Linked DNA regions of Sus scrofa: region 1 is linked to region 2. A link is a contact called in public Hi-C data. All regions are on one chromosome and are shown on one strand. The core of a region is the stretch at or near the end of the contact, and the rest is flanking DNA. Distances in the headings are between cores, read along the strand shown. Region 1 holds the start of YAF2 (YY1-associated factor 2). Region 2 holds the start of GXYLT1 (glucoside xylosyltransferase 1).

Region 1 (2,700 bases), core at 66-2,565, 89 kb after region 2:
AGACGTTTATATTAAAAAAAAGCTTAATCTACTATGTATTCTATAATCAGATACTTTTTTGAGGAAGGAAATTAAATTACATCTTTTGCTTCTAAAGAGGATTGCATGGTGCTTCTTTGATTCCTACACACTAACACAACAATGCAGCCTACGTTCTTACATCCGGAATGTGTGCTGGGGAAAGGGGGATGCGGCATTACACCCAGCGATATGAATTAAATCATTAAATCGCAGTGGCTAATGCCTCTCTTTAATAATTTATTCTCTCTTGGCAGCAAGAAACGTTACAGCCTCTTCAATTTCCCTTCACCGCAAACGAGCGCTAGGGTCGCGATCAACGTGACCCAGTTCCTATCGCGGACACCACCTCAGTCTCGCCTCCGCCCGACGGGTGGGCGAGTGTCGCGGGAGGGGACGGCAGCCGCAGGGGCGTCCTCGGCGCCTCGACCCCGCCGGCTGGCGGCGCGCAGGGCAGGCGCGGGACTCACCGGGTGGAGGTGCCCTTCCGCACATCGCACATCATGCACTTGAAGGCCTCGGCGCTGTTCCGGAAGGTGCAGACGCTACAGTCCCAGTAACCCTCATCCGAGGACGGCTTCGGCTGCCGCTTCGGCCTGCAGGACACAACCCGGACACGACGCGGCGCGGGGTCACCAGCAGGCCGCGCCCGGGCCCCGCGGCCGCGCCCGCCCCGCCCCCCGCCCCAGGCCCGCGACCCCCGCCCCGCCAGCGCCCGGCGCGCCCGCCTCGGGCTCAGAGGGGGAGGGGAGTCAGGAAGGCGAGGGCGCGAGCGCGGTCGCAGCCGCCGCCTCCGCTCGGACACCCCGGCCTGCCGCGCCGGCCTCCGCCATCGCGGCTCCATTGTGGGGCGGCCGGCGCCGGCCCCTCACGCGGCAGCGCTCGCGCAGCAGCGGTGCCGCCCCCGTTCTAGCCCCGTTGCCCCGGCGGCGAGCGAGACGAGTGCCCGAAGCCCGCCGCGAGAGCCCCGTCGCCTGTACAGTCCGGGCCCGGGGGCCCGGGCGCTGTTACCTGGTAGGGCTCTTCTTGTCTCCCATGGCTTGGCCACAAACGCACGCCGAGAGTCGCCGCCGCGGCCGCTCTGTTTGTCAATAAGGAGGATAATAAGCCGGGCGGAAGCGGGCGGGGGAGGAGGGAGGGGGCGGGGAAGGCCGCACCGCTGAGCTCCGGAGCCGCCGCCGGATCCCACGCAGCCTCCAGCTGTCGGGGAAACTCCTGCCTGGGCCACGTGACCCACGCGAGCCAACCAGCGGCCGCGCCGGAGACTTCAAACGCGGCCAGCGCGGCCCAGCACTCCCGGCGAGTTCGCGGGCGGCGGCGTGGGGGTGGCCATCCCAGCCTCCCGCGCCGTCACCGTCTCTCGCCCGGTGCCGCCCGCTCCCTCTCGGCGTCCGCGGAGCCCCTCTGGCGGGGGAGGCGCCGTCCTCCCGCGCGAAGCCTGGTCCAAAGTGGGGCCAGCGTTCAGAGGTCAGCCCGGCCCCGGACCAGAGTGCGCGGCCGCCGTCTCCAGGTGGAACCGCTTTCCGGGCCTGAGCGGTCCTTGGCTCCTCAGCTCTAGCCCTAAGGATACCCGGGGGAAGGCGGGAGCCACCCGTCAGCGCCATTGCTAGGTGCCCTAAGCCACTTGCCTAGTTTTGTGCATAGAAATGCTGGCCAAGTAGGGATTGTCTCCTTAATTTGGAGAAAACGAAACCCAGGTTCAAGAGAGGTTAGGCGACTTCCTCTATATTACATAATTAGAGGTGGTGAAGCCAGGAATCTAACTGTTTTAATTCCAAATGAGCTCTCCTCGCCTCTCAAGCCTCTACAGTAGCTGCTTTAAAAACAAACAAACGAAAACAGCAACAACAGCAAAAAAAAAAAACCAAACACTCAAAAGACCTTTTCCCTTCCTTTTAAATAACGAGTTTGCGTGTGCCCTGTTAAGAACACGTTCCTAGCAGGTTTCATTACCGCAATGTACTGGATGCCCTCATCTTCTACTAGACTCTAGCAACAGCCATCCTACTGGTCTCTCTCTCTCTCTGAAGTTCCAGCCTCACCTTCCCAATCTTAGCAGTAATTCGCAACCAGATTAATAATAAAATGCTGGTAACGTTATGTCACCACGCTGATCAAGAACTTTGGTTAAAGCTCCTGGACTCTTAAGCCTACTAACACTTTTTAGCACTCTATGCTGGCACTTTGTAAGTCTCTTTACACAATGCGTGTTTTTAAAAGGGCTCAAAGTGCTGTGCAAATATTCCCATCAAGTAGCCTATCCCTTCATTTGAAAGACAAGGAATATAGGGACCAGGTTAAATGAGTTGGCTAGGTTTAGAGCTCAGATATGCTGTCAGTCTTTCTGCAAGCCGCTCTTCCTTTTTTATTTTTTAAACTGAAGTATAGTTGATTTACAATATTAAGTTTCAGGTACAGCATAGCGATTCAGTATTTTTGCAGATTATACTCCACTTTACATTATAACAATGGCTATAATTCCCTGTGCTGTACAGTTTATCCTTGTTGCTTATCTATTTTAGACATAGTCCTTTGTGTCTGTTAATCCTTCACTTCTAATTTGTCTGTCCTGCTTTCCTCTCCCCTTTGGTAACCACAAGTTTGTTTTTTTCTCTCTGTTAGTCTATTTCTGTTTTCAGTCCCTGTTTTCTAATTAACCATATCAATTTACAATTTACAGCT
Region 2 (2,918 bases), core at 146-2,645:
GAGCGTTCACAAACCTGGCTCTGGAAGTAGTTCTGCTTTTATGAACAAAGTCCTGACTGTAATCAAACCCCTGGGTGAAATCATGACAATCCAGCTTTTCCATGGGCTCTGCTCCTCTGTTCAAACGTCCCCTTTCATTTTGGGAATGACCATCAACTCTCAGAAGAATGTTAAACAGCCTACAGCTGACCTGCACTCCTCCAACCAACCCGATACTCTCCAATATCAAAGCAGCTTTTGCCTCTTGTTAAGGGAGCTCTCCCGAGTAAGAGAGGCGCCTCTTTTTCAAGGAAGTGGAAACGCTCAGATTTGGTTAAGCATTCGTAATGCGCTGCATTCTTTTTTTCGCTTAAATCTCACGTTGATTTCAACGCTGGCAGTGATTTGCGTAAATCCACTTAAGTCACTATGCTGCTTTTTAAACTCCGATTCTTAAAGAAAGCCACCTCTATCCCAACTCACAAAGGACGTGAGCTTAAGTATCGCTTATTTTTCTTAACTCGCTATAAGTTTCACAATAGACCGATTGTTTCCTAAAGAAAAATTCACAATCCTTATAAAATGCTCTGTCCAGATTTAACTAACCGGCTAATGAAAAATGTAAGCGTTAACAAGAAAATGAGACGTCCCATTCAGGAGGGGGTGGAAACTGAACTAGGGAGTCAGCCCGATGTTTAAATATCTCAACTTGAACGCCATGGAAACAAGAGGGAATTCCCACTAGCCAAACAGCAAGAGGCTTTTGTAGGACCCTCTAATTTTCAATGACTCCTAAGAAGGTGGGGGGGAGATGCAACTATCATTTAAAAGTTGAAAATTAATTTCTAACTGCTTTGAATAGTGCATAACCAATGGGTAAGAAGACAAACACAAAAAGCGTGGGTGCTTTCAGGCTGGAGTAGCGCCAGGCTCACCCCCAGGGTGAGGGGAAGGAGGGAAACGAGCAAAGGGGGTCAGAGTCGGCAGCAAAGAAGCGGGAGACGCGGGCCCGGTGGCGGGAGGCGCGGGACGGCCCCTCGTGCAGCCCCGGCCAAATCGAGACCCGCGACTCGGCGCCCCTCGCCCCAGCCCCCCGACAGGGAACCGCTCGTACCTGTCCGACCGGCCGGGATGCGCCGCCTGGCCCGCGCTGCCCGCCCCTCTTGCGGCGCCGCGCCCGCCGCCCCCGAGCCAGGAAGCCGCTGCGGCCTGCGGCTTCCCGCCACCGCCGCCCGCACCTTCCTCCAGGGACACGGCGAGCTGGCTGAAGGCGTAGAGGAGCGAGCAGAAGCCGCAGGCCAGGCACAGTACCACGAGGCGCAGGTAGCGCCGCATCCCGTCGGGCCCGCGCCGCCACCTCCGCCGTCGCCGCCGCGCCCGCTCGGGCGAACTGGAGCGGAGGGAGCAGCACCGCGCAGCCGCGGGCGCAACAGTTCCTCCTCCGCTGCGGCCTCGCGCCCTCCCCCTTCCTTCTTCCCTCCCCGCCCACCACCTTAGCGAGCGCGCTAACACCCCGCCCCGGAGCCCCGATACTGCCTCCGCCCCGGGCCCCTCCCCAGAGGGCGGGCGGCCAGACGCGCCGGCGCACTGAAAGCGGAGGGCTGGGGGCGCCGGGTGGCTTGGGGCGCGAGGGTTGCGGCTCGCGCAGGGTCCCGGGGTAGTGCAACCCTCCCGGCGGGCGAGTCCGCGGAACCTTGCGGCTCCCAACTGTGGAGGAGAGGTGCAGCGAAACTAGCAGAGCGTTGGAAGCAGCTGACCCAAATTCTAATTATGGTTCTTCCACATGGTAGCTTGGGATGTTGAGCAACCTCAATTTTCCGAGCATGTTTGATCGTCTCTAAAATGGAGAGGATATCCTCATCTTAGGGTGGTTTTAAAGATTAAAGTGCTTAACGCATGATAAACACCTTGGACTGAGAAGGCTCGTCATTAAGTTTTTTGTTTTTTTGGTCTTTTGGGGGCTATGCCTACGTCATTTGGAGGTTCCCAGGCTAGGGGGTCCAATCGGAGGTACTGCTGCCGGCCCGCGCCGCAGCCACAGCAACGCTGGATCCGAGCCGCCTCTGCAACCTGCACCACAGCTCAGGGCATCACTGGATCCTCAGCCCACTGAGTGATGCCAGGGATCGTACACGCGTCCTCAGGGATGCTAGTTGGGTTCCCTAACCGCTGAGCCACGATGCGAACTCTGCATTAAGCCATTTTTTAAGCTCCATCCTCCACAAGCGTTGTCACCCAACATCTAATTACGTCATGATGTTGAGGATGCGTATCCTGCCACCCATCCATGAGGTCCTCCCTTTTGGATCATCCTTATGACTCATTATTTGCATATCCAAAACAATTAATACTCTCCCTAAAGAGCTTTGTCTTTAGCTTTCCTTTTCTTTTCCCTCTTTCTCAGCCGTATTTCCACTCCATTTATTGAGCATTTATGGAGCATCACTCAGTTCCTTTGGGTACAAAGACGTCTAGAAGGGGCATGGGGTGGGACAGTGGATACTTGTAAATAAGTTCAATGCAACCATAAAGACTTTAGGCTATAAGCCTGTAAAGGTGTGGGCACACACACAAAGGAGGTATCAGTTCTATCTGTGGTCTTGGTCAACAGACATTTCATATAAGTTAAAACCAAATACAGAGACCAGACTTAATTCCCTGAGCAGACAAAACCAAAACAAGCAAAGCAATTGAGCTTATTTTACAGGATAAGCAAGGTCAACTTGACCTGGGTAACTTCTTGCTTATGCATCTGAAAATCATAAGCAGAACTTAAATAGTTCCCCCAAATTGATATGAGGTAACCATGAACTGATTCTCTTTCATTCAAGAAAATTCTAGGGGAGGGATGGGCAAATGGGTGAAGGGGGTCAACTGTATGGGGATGAATGATAACTAGACTCAGGTGGTGATTACTTTGCAGCAGATAGATGTTGGAT

What was found. Hi-C and Micro-C count contacts between places; a contact is called where the count stands out from the background.
Region 1: a Hi-C map of fetal skeletal muscle shows a contact between it and region 2, with 2.3 times the contacts expected there. The contact joins the promoter of YAF2 here to the promoter of GXYLT1 in region 2. A contact is called at or near these places in 1 of 5 promoter capture datasets (liver), 18 of 47 Hi-C or Micro-C datasets (alveolar macrophages, blood, brain and 10 more) and 2 of 2 datasets of contacts at active chromatin or transcription factors (alveolar macrophages and skeletal muscle).

The regions. Positions count from the first base shown.
Region 1 is chr5:73,496,032-73,498,731 of Sscrofa11.1, forward strand. It overlaps YAF2 (YY1-associated factor 2), which reads right to left and starts at 1,316. Exons shown (of 7, transcript XR_002344163.1): 1 at 1,030-1,316; 2 at 489-614.
Region 2 is chr5:73,406,915-73,409,832 of Sscrofa11.1, forward strand. It overlaps GXYLT1 (glucoside xylosyltransferase 1), which reads right to left and starts at 1,396. Exons shown (of 10, transcript XR_002344161.1): 1 at 1,094-1,396.